3 separate regions of the Ovis aries genome follow, and regions 2 and 3 are each linked to region 1. A link is a contact called in public Hi-C data. All regions are on one chromosome and are shown on one strand. Each heading gives the region's core, a stretch centred on a gene start, on an enhancer-like site or on the middle of the called end of the contact. The rest is flanking DNA. Distances are from core to core; before and after follow the strand shown.

Region 1 (3,292 bases), core at 548-3,047:
AAGACAGCAGAGATGAAGGGGTGAACGCCCATGGGAGTGACAGCTTTGGGAGGGGAGCCATGGCTGTGTGCATTGGTGGGAGCTCCCAAACAGACCACATCATCTTCTGGGCTCACCTCAAGCTTGGGCTTGCTTCTCTCCAAGGGACCACATCCTGCACCCAGGCCTCCTCATAGGGTCCCTGTTGCCCATGGGATATAGGGAGTCAGAAATACAGCTTCATGTAAAGGAGCCTGAGTAGAAACTGTGTTTTATTCCTGGTCCTGCCCCCCACCCCCCCACCAGCCCGCACTTGCTGAAAGCTTTCTGTTCAATTCATCAGTTGGCAGGGTGGGGTAAGGTCTATTTAGCCCTTCATTTGGCTGTACATGGGAATTACCTGAGCCACCGTTTAAGCTCCCAGTGCCCAGGCTCCACGCTGGACCTGTTACATCAGAATTTCTGGGGGTGGGAGCGCCAAGAAAACCTCTTAAAGACCTTCTCCTTTGCCCATCCCCTACAACTGGTACCTGTAAGGAGAGCCAGGATGAGAGCTGGGAATATCCCTACATTCTGGCTGCCTCTCCTGGCCTAACCCTGGCCCCCAGTCCGACCCTTCAGGGCTCTCTCAAACCGGGAATCTGGGGCTTAATAAGCAGGGGGTGTGGCTGGGGTGATCCCTGCCATCTGTGAGGCTGCCTCTGGCTGTGAAGGATGTAACAGGGTCACCAGCAGCGCGGGCTGACCCCTCACAAGTGCAATTTACGAGGCAAAAATTTCTCTCTTCATAAACAAGTCCCAGGTTCCTGTCACGAAGGGTAATTGAGGCTTTTAGCTTCTGTGTCACAGTCATCACGCATTTCTTTACGTGCCTGGTGGGATCGCCCACAGGGAATTAAGTCACGTTCTTGGTCAGTGAGTAGCAGAGAGGCCATATGAAACGGACACCCAGGCAGGTGACTCAGCCGGGACCTGAGCCCTGGAGAGCCCCTGGAGAGCTTCCCCTCCAGTGTCCAGTCCCTCAGTTCACTCAGACTGTCCTGCGGAGGGGGCGTGCGGGCTGCGGGTGGAGGCGGGGAATCTGGAGCGGCTCCTGCTTCCTCGTCTGTGAAAAGGAGATGAGCGTGTTTATTTCTCGGGGGTGACTGTGAGGGAAAAAAAGGAGGCAGTGAACATGAAAACCTGGTGCCTAGCGGGCGATGGTTCATTCAAGCCACCTAACTGCTGCTTCCGTTCGCCTCTTCCCTCCTTCTCCCCACAGGGCCCCAAACACACAAACACCGGTTTACGTGCAGCCGGAGCTGAGAAATACCTGTGGACTGAATTCCAAACAGCTGGGGTCCGGACCAGCGATCATACTGTTGGGGGTACTTTAGGCCCGTTCCCTTTCCCTCCCAAGAAGCCCTGTCCTTTTCTCCGCCTAGGGTCCAGGCGCAGGGCTCCTCCCTGAGACGGGAGCCGCCTAGCGGCAGGCTGAAAAGACAAAGAAAGTCAAAGTCGCTCGGTCCCTTCCGACTCTTTGCCACCCCAAGGATTCCTCAGGCCAGAATACTGAGTGGGCAGCTGTTCCCTTGCGCCAGGGGATCTTCCCAACCCAGGGATCGAACCCAGGTCTCCCGCATTGCAGGCGGATTCTTTACCAGCTGAGCCACAAGGGAAAGCCCTTTGGCAGGCTCAAGGGCCTCCATCACTCCGCCCCTGCAACCCGATGTGGTAAGTAGACCCAGGAACAAAATAGCTATCATTCTTCCTTCTGACACATGAGGAGACAGACTAGGAGTAGCCAAGCTATTTCTCTAGGTCACAGAGCTAGTTCCTGTGTTCCAACCATCACCCCAGGCTTGGTGCCCAGCGCTGACTCTGCACCCTAATCCCTCTGCACTTGGGGGGTGAGGGCGCCCCCTGGAGGCTTCTCCTGGGAGTGCAGTCTCAGTTCAGTTGCCCAGTTGTGTCAGACTTTGCAACCCTGTGAACTGCAGCATGCCAGGCCTCCCTGTCCGTCACCAAGTCACCAACTCCCGGAGCCTGCTCAAACTCATGTCCATCCCGTCAAGATGGGAGAAAACCTGGCATCGGGAGCTCCCTCCCCAAGGTCAGGGTACTGCACTGAGAAATCCAAGGACTGGTGGTGGAGACACAGAATACCTGGGAAGAGGAAGGATGGGGTGTGAAGATCTGGACAGCAAAGGTACCTACTCTCCGCGAAGAATGGCCAACTGCTGAGTGACCAGCTGGTCTGTCCTCCGGCCAGAGAGCTGCAGTGGAGCCAGGGTTGCCTGCGCTATGGCTTCAGGTCTGCAACTGTAGGCTGGTGATCTCAGGAGATTGAAGTAGGCGTGTTAAGGAGAGTGTGTGAGAGGTGGCGAGGGTTCCTAATCCTGGTTTTCCTGGTCACCAGTGGGTGGTCTTGGGCCCAGCTAAACGCCCCCAAAATGTGGATAATAGTACCTGTTTCAGTAGGCTGTTGTTATTTAGTCTCTAAAGTGAAAGTGAAAGTGAAGTTGCTCAGTCGTGTCTGACTCTTTGCCACCCCCTGGACTGTAGCCTACCAGGCTCCTCTGTCCATGGGATTCCCCAGGCAAGAGTACTGGAGTGGGTTGCCATTTCCTTCTCCAGGATCTTCCCAACCCAGGGATCGAACCTACATCACCTGCACTCTCAGGCGAATTCTTTACTACTGAGCCACCAGGAAAGCCCCCAGTGGACTGTTCAGTTCAGTTGCTCAGTCGTGTCCGACTCTTCGAGACCCCATGAATTGCAGCACGCCAGGACTCCCTGTCCATCACCAACTCCCAGAGTTCACTCAGACTCATGTCCATTGAGTCAGTGATGCCATCCAGCCATCTCATCCTCTGTCGTCCCCTTCTCCTCCTGCCCCCAATCCCTCCCAGCATCAGAGACTCTTCCAATGAGTTAACTCTTCGCATGAGATGGCCAAAGTACTGGAGTTTCAGCTTCAGCATCATTCCCTCCAAAGAAATCCCAGAGCTGATCTCCTTCAGAATGGACGGGTTGGATCTCCTTGTAGTCCAAGGGACTGTTACAAAGATTAATTAACACATAAGAAAGCTCTTGTAAAGTTACTGGGCCAGTGCAAACACTACGTTTGTATTTGCTATCACCCTAAATCCATGAAGGCAGGGAGACACTGCTGGTATGCCAAGCTCAGTGAATCTGAATTTACTGGGGTTTTTTTCCAGGGAGCGAGCCCTCTGTCTTTAGATGCCCCTCTGTGGATCCACTTTGTACTTCTATGACCCAGCACTGCCTGGTCAAGATGGGTAGCCCAAGCTGGGGTTCAGGTTCAATTTAC
Region 2 (3,292 bases), core at 569-3,068, 230 kb after region 1:
GTTTGCCCAGGATTAAGAAGTTTTCTCTAACACAGGACTTTCAGCGTTATAACTGGGACATTTCTTAGCAAACCATTTTGATTTGGTCACCCGAGAAATGGGCCAGACTGGGAGAGTCTGAAAGTTAGGCCATGAAAGTTAGGCTGGGGCAGTTATTGAAACCTGGGGTCCAATGCAGGGCTTGCCCATAGACCACGGCAGACAAGGTGAGACAAAGAGTGACTCAGGTCCCTCAGTAAGAGGCTCTTCACACATGACCCACCAAGCTATTATTTTGTTTTAATTTCACATTTTCACTCTTCCTAAACACTTCTCATAATGATTTCCTTTTAGGGGAAGGCAAGCAACAGAATAAAGAGATCTGGCCTTGGCTTTAGGGAGACCCCGTAAGTAGAAGAAAGATTATGGACTTTGGAGGCAGAGATCAGGGTGTGACTCCTGACTCTCTGTGTCGTTTTAGACCTTTGTGTGAGTGAGTTAACCTCTGTGAATTTTGTCATAAAAGGATAATATAAGATCAGTGATGATGTATATAAAGTGATTTGCACAGGGTGGACTGATAGAGGCTAAATGACTGATGAAAGAGGCCATAGCTCAAGGTTGGAGCTCCCAATGGACTGGTCCTGATCTAAAACGGGAGCTGAGGTCTCCAGAGAGATGCTGCTGGGTGTCTGATTCATGCCTGATGTTGTTGCTTGGCCAACTTCTTCTCTTCTTACCTTCAACGTCACTTCCCTAAGGAAGCCTTACTACAGACTCATACTTCTTATAAGAAGGATGCTATACTTTTTCATATGACTTTTTGTAATTTGAATTCAAATTTACTTGGAATCTTAAAAATACAACCAACTAGTGACTACAACAAAAAGAAGCAGACTCACAGATTAAAAAACAAAAACAAAAACTAGTGATTACCAGTAGTGAGAGGCAAGAGGGAAGGGGATTAAGAGGTACAAACTGTCCTGTATAAAATAACCTACAAGAATATATTACACAATCTGGGCAATATAGCCAATATTTTATAATAACTACAAATGGAAGACAGCCTTTAAAAATTATGTATCACTATAGTGTACACTTGTGGAGAAGGCAATGGCACCCCACTCCAGTGTTCTTGCCTGGAAAATCTCATGGACGGCGGAGCCTGGTAGGCTGCCGTCTATGGGGTCGCACAGAGTCGGACACGACTGAAGTGACTTAGCAGCAGCACAGTGTATACTTGTAACTTATATAAGATTACACATCAACTATACTCCAATTAAAAATAGTAAAAACTTAAAAGACAAAAATAAAAACCAAAATGTACTTGACAAATTATTTACTTTCTGTCTTTTCCATCTGACCATGAACGCCCTTAAGGCAGGGACCATGTCTGTCTTGTTCACTGTTTTAGATTTAGCAGACAAATGCTCGGCATTCAGTAAATGCTGTTGAATGAAATGAAAGGATGAATCAAATGACCATCAACTGTACTGCTGCTGCTGCTAAGTCGCTTCAGTCGTGTCCGACTCTGTGTGACCCCAGAGACTGCAGCCCACCAGGCTCCCCCGTCCCTGGGATTCTCCAGGCAAGAACACTGGAGTGGGTTGCCATTTCCTTCCCCAATGCATGAAAGTGAAAAGTGAAAGTGAAGTCGCTCAGTCGTGTCCGACCCTCAGTGACCCCATGGACTGCAGCCCACCAGGCTCCTCCGTCCATGGGAGTTTCCAGGCAAGAGTACTGGAGTGGGGTGCCATTGCCTTCTCCCTCAACTGTACTAGAAGACATAATTTGTGAGGGAATTTAGTCGGCAGTGAGCCACTAGATGGAGCTACTACTCTGCATGAAAACTATCCAACACACTTGCGGGAGACATGAGGCTCTGAACACCGGATTGTCGGCCCCCAAGCCTGTGCTCTTTCCAGGGGTTTTACTTGGGTAGTCTAATGCAGCCAGTGGGGATGCTTCCTGCTGTGACAGTCTCCCCACTCTTACCCCAACCTTTTTTCCCCTCACGGCTTGTTGTTGTTTTATCACATACCCAAGTAGAACTCTCCACACAACCACTGGTTTCTAAAACACCAACTTAGAGAGGGGAAATGAGAGGCAGAATAGACTCAGTGTCTCTTAGACCAGACACTTGATTTAAGCCCTGGGCTCACTCATGAGCTAGGTGTAGCATTCTGAGAAAGTGGCGAATGATCTTCAATGTATCGATCAGTCATCAGTAGTTCTTCACTCAGCATCTATGTTGTATACACAGGGCTGAGCAAACACAGATAGGCTTATAATCTAGTAGGGAATACAAGACATGCCTATATAGGACATAACACACTGTAGTACCTAAGAGCTTGTGGATGATACATATAATAAGTGTACTAGGAATTCAGAAGCAGAAAGATTCCTATGACTAAGGGTAATTGTAGATCTGAAAAAGTCAGGGTCGACCTCCACAGAAAACACATTTAAAGATATGGGCACCAAGTAAACTTGTCCCTTTCTTCTAGAGGTGTGGACTAAGGAGAGTTGCTTTGACACCACTGAGAGCTTGTTAGAAGTGTAGAACTGTGGGTTTCGTCTTGGACCTGCTGAACCAGAATCTGCATTTTAACAGGATCTCCAGATGATTTCAGACTTTTGGGGACTAAGTATCAGTATTCACATGTCCCTTTAAAATGAAATAGTACTCTATCTAAAATGCTCCTCAATTTTACTGTTCAGTTTAACTTTAGATTTTTATTTGCTTTTTTAAAAATTAATTTTTATTGGCACAGGGTGGACTTTACAATGTGTTGCTTTACAATGTGTTAGTTTCTGCTGCCGCTGCTGCTAAGTCACTTTAGTTGTGTCCGACTCTGTGCGACCCCAGAGACAGCAGCCCACCAGGCTCCGCCGTCCCTGGGATTCTCCAGGCAAGAACACTGGAGTGGGTTGCCATTTCCTTCTCCAATGCATGAAAGTGAAAGGTGAAAGTGAAGTCGCTCAGTCGTGTCCGACCCTCAGTGACCCCATGGACTGCAGCCCACCAGGCTCCTCCATCCATGGGATTTTCCAAGCAAGAATACTGGAGTGGGGTGCCATTGCCTTCTCTGGTTGAAGAAACTAGGCTTTGCACATTCCTAAAGGATGTTTTCTGAATCACTGAAGTGTATGACTTCCCTGAGGGTACAGAGGATAAGAGTCCGCCTGCTAATGCAGGGGACTCGGGTTCGATCCCTGGTCCAGTAATATTCCATATGCCTCAGGGCAACTAAACCATGCTTGATAACTACTGAGTCTGCATGCCCTAGAGCCCGTGCTCCACCAAGAGAAG
Region 3 (3,292 bases), core at 379-2,878, 190 kb after region 1:
TTTATATGACCTTGTAAAGAAACAATTTAAAACAAGGGAAAGAAAGCCCATGAATTACTTATTAATCTTATAGAATAAAAGTCATTAGCAAACTGTAATAATAGTACACATCAGTCTAAATATTAAACTGGAAGGAAGTAAACTACTGCAATGGATGGAGAGACCTGAAGGAGGGATCTTCAGCAGATGGAGAAGCTGCTACAAGAGGTGCAGTTTGTGAATTTCAAGGTGCAATTTGAGAATTTCCAGCAAAAATAATAACCGGGAAAACACCATAGAACGCATACATACATTTTAGAAGACAGCTGCCAAGGTCCACCTTTTGGTTGGAATGCCGAAAGAAAATGTCAAAAATCACCTCGCGACTCCAATCCTTCAGCCTTTCAAAGTTCAGAACCAAGCCAAGATGAGCGCTTAAACTGTTTCTGAGCATCCTTCTTTAAATACAACGCCCTCTCCAGAAAGTCACTTCGCCTCAGCTACTTGAATCCCCAAATCCCAGTACCAAAGAATCTTAGGGCCCCAAGTAGTTGCAGAGGGTCTTCCAGCGCCCGCCTGAGCATCCCTTTCCACCTCGGGTTAAACTCCGGAGGTGCTCCAGCCACTTCCCCCATCCAAGTTTCCCAGTTCCCTCTCATCTCCCGGTGGACCTTCTCGTCGACCTTGAGGACCCCCGGACTGGAGCCTCAGAACCCAGTATCTTGACGGATGCCCTCTTCCATGCAGCGCGCGCAAATGCCCCACAGTCTCTGGTGACCCCCGAGACTGGCCACGACCCTGATCATGAACGTCCTCCGACTACCCTGGAGCGATCCCTCTCCCCTTAGGCGCCCCTGATTCCTCCAACCAGAAAAATAATTCAACGAAATGCATCGAAAGCCTACCAAGCGCAAGCTCCCACTATGCGCCGCACGGTCTGCACCCGGCTCGCGGCCCGGGTCCGCCGTCCCCCGCCCGTCGTCTTCTTCCCGGCCGGAGGGCTGGCGCTGCCTCCGCCCGGGATGTGGAGGCGCCGGCTGGAGACGGACTGCGCCCGGAGCGAGCACCTGGGGCCGGAGAGGCGGCAGCTAACGGCGGCGCGGGGGCCGGGGAGCGCTCACCAACCAGGTCGGCCGCGGGGACACTCACCGGTCGGGGCGCGCGGGGCGGCCTCATCCAGGGGCACCTGCGGCCAGGCAGGACGGGCCCGGACGGCGCAGTCACCGAGAGCGAGTCCGCCGGACAGCCCGCCGGTCCCGTCCGGCTCTCAGGGACAGCCCGAGCGAGCGCAGTCTCGCTTCCTCCGGACGGAGCCCGGGGACCCCAGCTCCGCCGGATGCCCCCTCCAGGCCCCCACCCCTTTCCCGGGCCGCCTCCCCCTCTTCACCCTTTACCCCTCCCCCCACCCCCCAACCCCCACCGGAATGGAAAATACCTCCCGGGGCGGGGGGAGGCGGCGGCACGCCTCTCTGAAGGGCAGCCTACCGTGACCAATAGCAGGCGGGGCTCTGGAGGGGCGGGATTCCTAGCGGCCAATCCGAAGGCGTGTAGGTGAAGGCCGAAGGAGGGAGGCTGGGAGCTAGAGTTAAGCGGCCCGGGAGTCAGGGAGGTCCGGCCGCTCGGGTACGCTCTGTGCGCGGCTGCCATTTTGGAGTCGGGCCGCAGCGGCGGCGGCCGGGTCCGGCCCGGGGGAAAGGGAGGAGCCAGTCAGATGGGAGATATGAGGTCACGTGGGCTTGAGGGGCGGAGTAAAGCGGACCCAAGGGGAGGGGTCGGCGGCGGCGAGTCACTGGGTCTGAGCAGGGTCACGTGGTCCGAGAAGGGGCAGCGGTGGGCTTGAGGGCGGAAGGTCAGCCTTGAAGTGGTGGGAGGAGGAACGCTTTGTCCCTGGTTTCAACTCTGTTAGGAAAAAGGAAAGGAAAAATGTTGAATGGAGGCGTGAGTTCCTTGTTGGAAAATGTGAATGAGTCTCCCTAGATCCCTCCAGCAAGGAGCCTATTATTAAATTCCAAGATCCACGGGAACCTAGGCACTTCGTTTAATTCAAGTAATGCCATCCCTATTGCCAGCTGTCACAAACATGACTCAGATCGGATGGAGGGTTGTCTCTCACTTTTTGCTTGCAGTTTGGCTGGAAGGGCTCCCCAACCCTAGAAATGGTTAATAGGATAAAAGCATAGTTGAGGCAGTCTGACTCCACCAGGACAGGCCGTCTGGACTTATAGAAGCCTTGTCATTCACAAACTTACTGGCCACTTTTGTGTTAGACATACTCATGGTCGTATTATAACACCTCCAAACAAAACAAACAATGAGACCCTGTCTGGCTCTCAGCCGTATTTCAACTCCAGACTAAATTATGTTCCTTACTAATCCACTGAAAGTGCCCCTCTCAAGGCCGCCAGTGACATCCGTATGATCGAGTTCAAGGGTCGCTTGTATAAAGTGATCTCTTTTGCAGTAGTTTCTAAGGTCTCCCGTCACTCCAGTTTCCCTAAGACTATAAACTCTCAGATTGCATTTTTTTCAGCTAACCTAATTCAGTTGTGTTGGCTTTTTAGAAGAGTCCCAGGATCTAATCCTTAGTCCTCTCCTTAGTAGGTACAGAGTCATTCTGCTGCACTCTAAGGTAGTCTAACCATTCTGATGACTGAGTGTACCTTTAATGAGGTTCCCATCTGCCTGTCTTAGTGCTTTTGGATATCTCCACTTAAATCTAATCTTGACACATCCAAATATGAACTGAAATACCCTAAGAAGTCCACAAAACCTGCTCCTCCCCGTCTGTTATCTTCTTTGATAACATCACCATTCATTCACTTCACCAAACCAGAACCTGGGAGCAATCCTCCATACTGCCTCCTTGCTGTAACACTTCTGTACCCCTCTGAGCTTTGTCCTGTTGGTTATCTTTTCTAATTGTGCTTTCCCCTCAATTTCAACAGCCATTGCCTCACCTGGGCCATTTATTCATTAGCCCAGTATTTACTAAGCATTTTACAATGTGCCAGCTACTGTTTGAGGTGCTTAGGATATGGTGGTGAACAAAATTGACTAAGTTCCTGAATAGGGTGAAATAAAGCATATATGAGTAAAGTAGCAAATTAATAATTCAGGGGGTGATATATACTATAAAGATCTCCCACCGAAAAACAGAGAAACATGCAAGAATCTCCCAAAGTTGTTGCCCAGCTCTTCACCTCAGTCTCCCCCTCCATCCTGTTCCCCCAGCCTCCCCACCCTGCTTAGTATCTTCTTATCCTTCCTTCTCATTCTCAAAGAAAAGATGACCCTGATTGTTTGATCTGGAGCG

The links. Hi-C and Micro-C count contacts between places; a contact is called where the count stands out from the background.
Region 2: a contact with region 1 is called in a Hi-C map of hypothalamus, with 4 times the contacts expected there. The contact joins two enhancer-like sites. A contact is called at or near these places in 7 of 16 Hi-C or Micro-C datasets (blood, hypothalamus, muscle and 2 more).
Region 3: a Hi-C map of skin fibroblasts shows a contact between it and region 1, with 1.8 times the contacts expected there. The contact joins the promoter of SOCS5 here to the enhancer-like site in region 1. A contact is called at or near these places in 2 of 16 Hi-C or Micro-C datasets (skin fibroblasts and tail adipose tissue).

Annotation. Positions count from the first base shown.
Region 1 is chr3:77,456,279-77,459,570 of ARS-UI_Ramb_v3.0, forward strand. No RefSeq gene overlaps it. Among named protein-coding and RNA genes, the nearest start is that of MCFD2, 31 kb to the left of the region's middle. Within about 2 kb of position 1,798, at least 7 of the 54 cell types and tissues checked have an H3K27ac peak or open chromatin away from gene starts, as enhancers often do. A contact at or near this core is called in tail adipose tissue, where this site is marked.
Region 2 is chr3:77,690,838-77,694,129 of ARS-UI_Ramb_v3.0, forward strand. No RefSeq gene overlaps it. Among named protein-coding and RNA genes, the nearest start is that of CRIPT, 33 kb to the right of the region's middle. Within about 2 kb of position 1,819, at least 6 of the 54 cell types and tissues checked have an H3K27ac peak or open chromatin away from gene starts, as enhancers often do.
Region 3 is chr3:77,644,683-77,647,974 of ARS-UI_Ramb_v3.0, forward strand. SOCS5 (suppressor of cytokine signaling 5) reads right to left here and starts at 1,629. Exons shown (of 2, transcript XM_042246217.1): 1 at 1,415-1,629. LOC132659409 (a long non-coding RNA gene) reads left to right here and starts at 1,768. Exons shown (of 2, transcript XR_009599839.1): 1 at 1,768-3,292.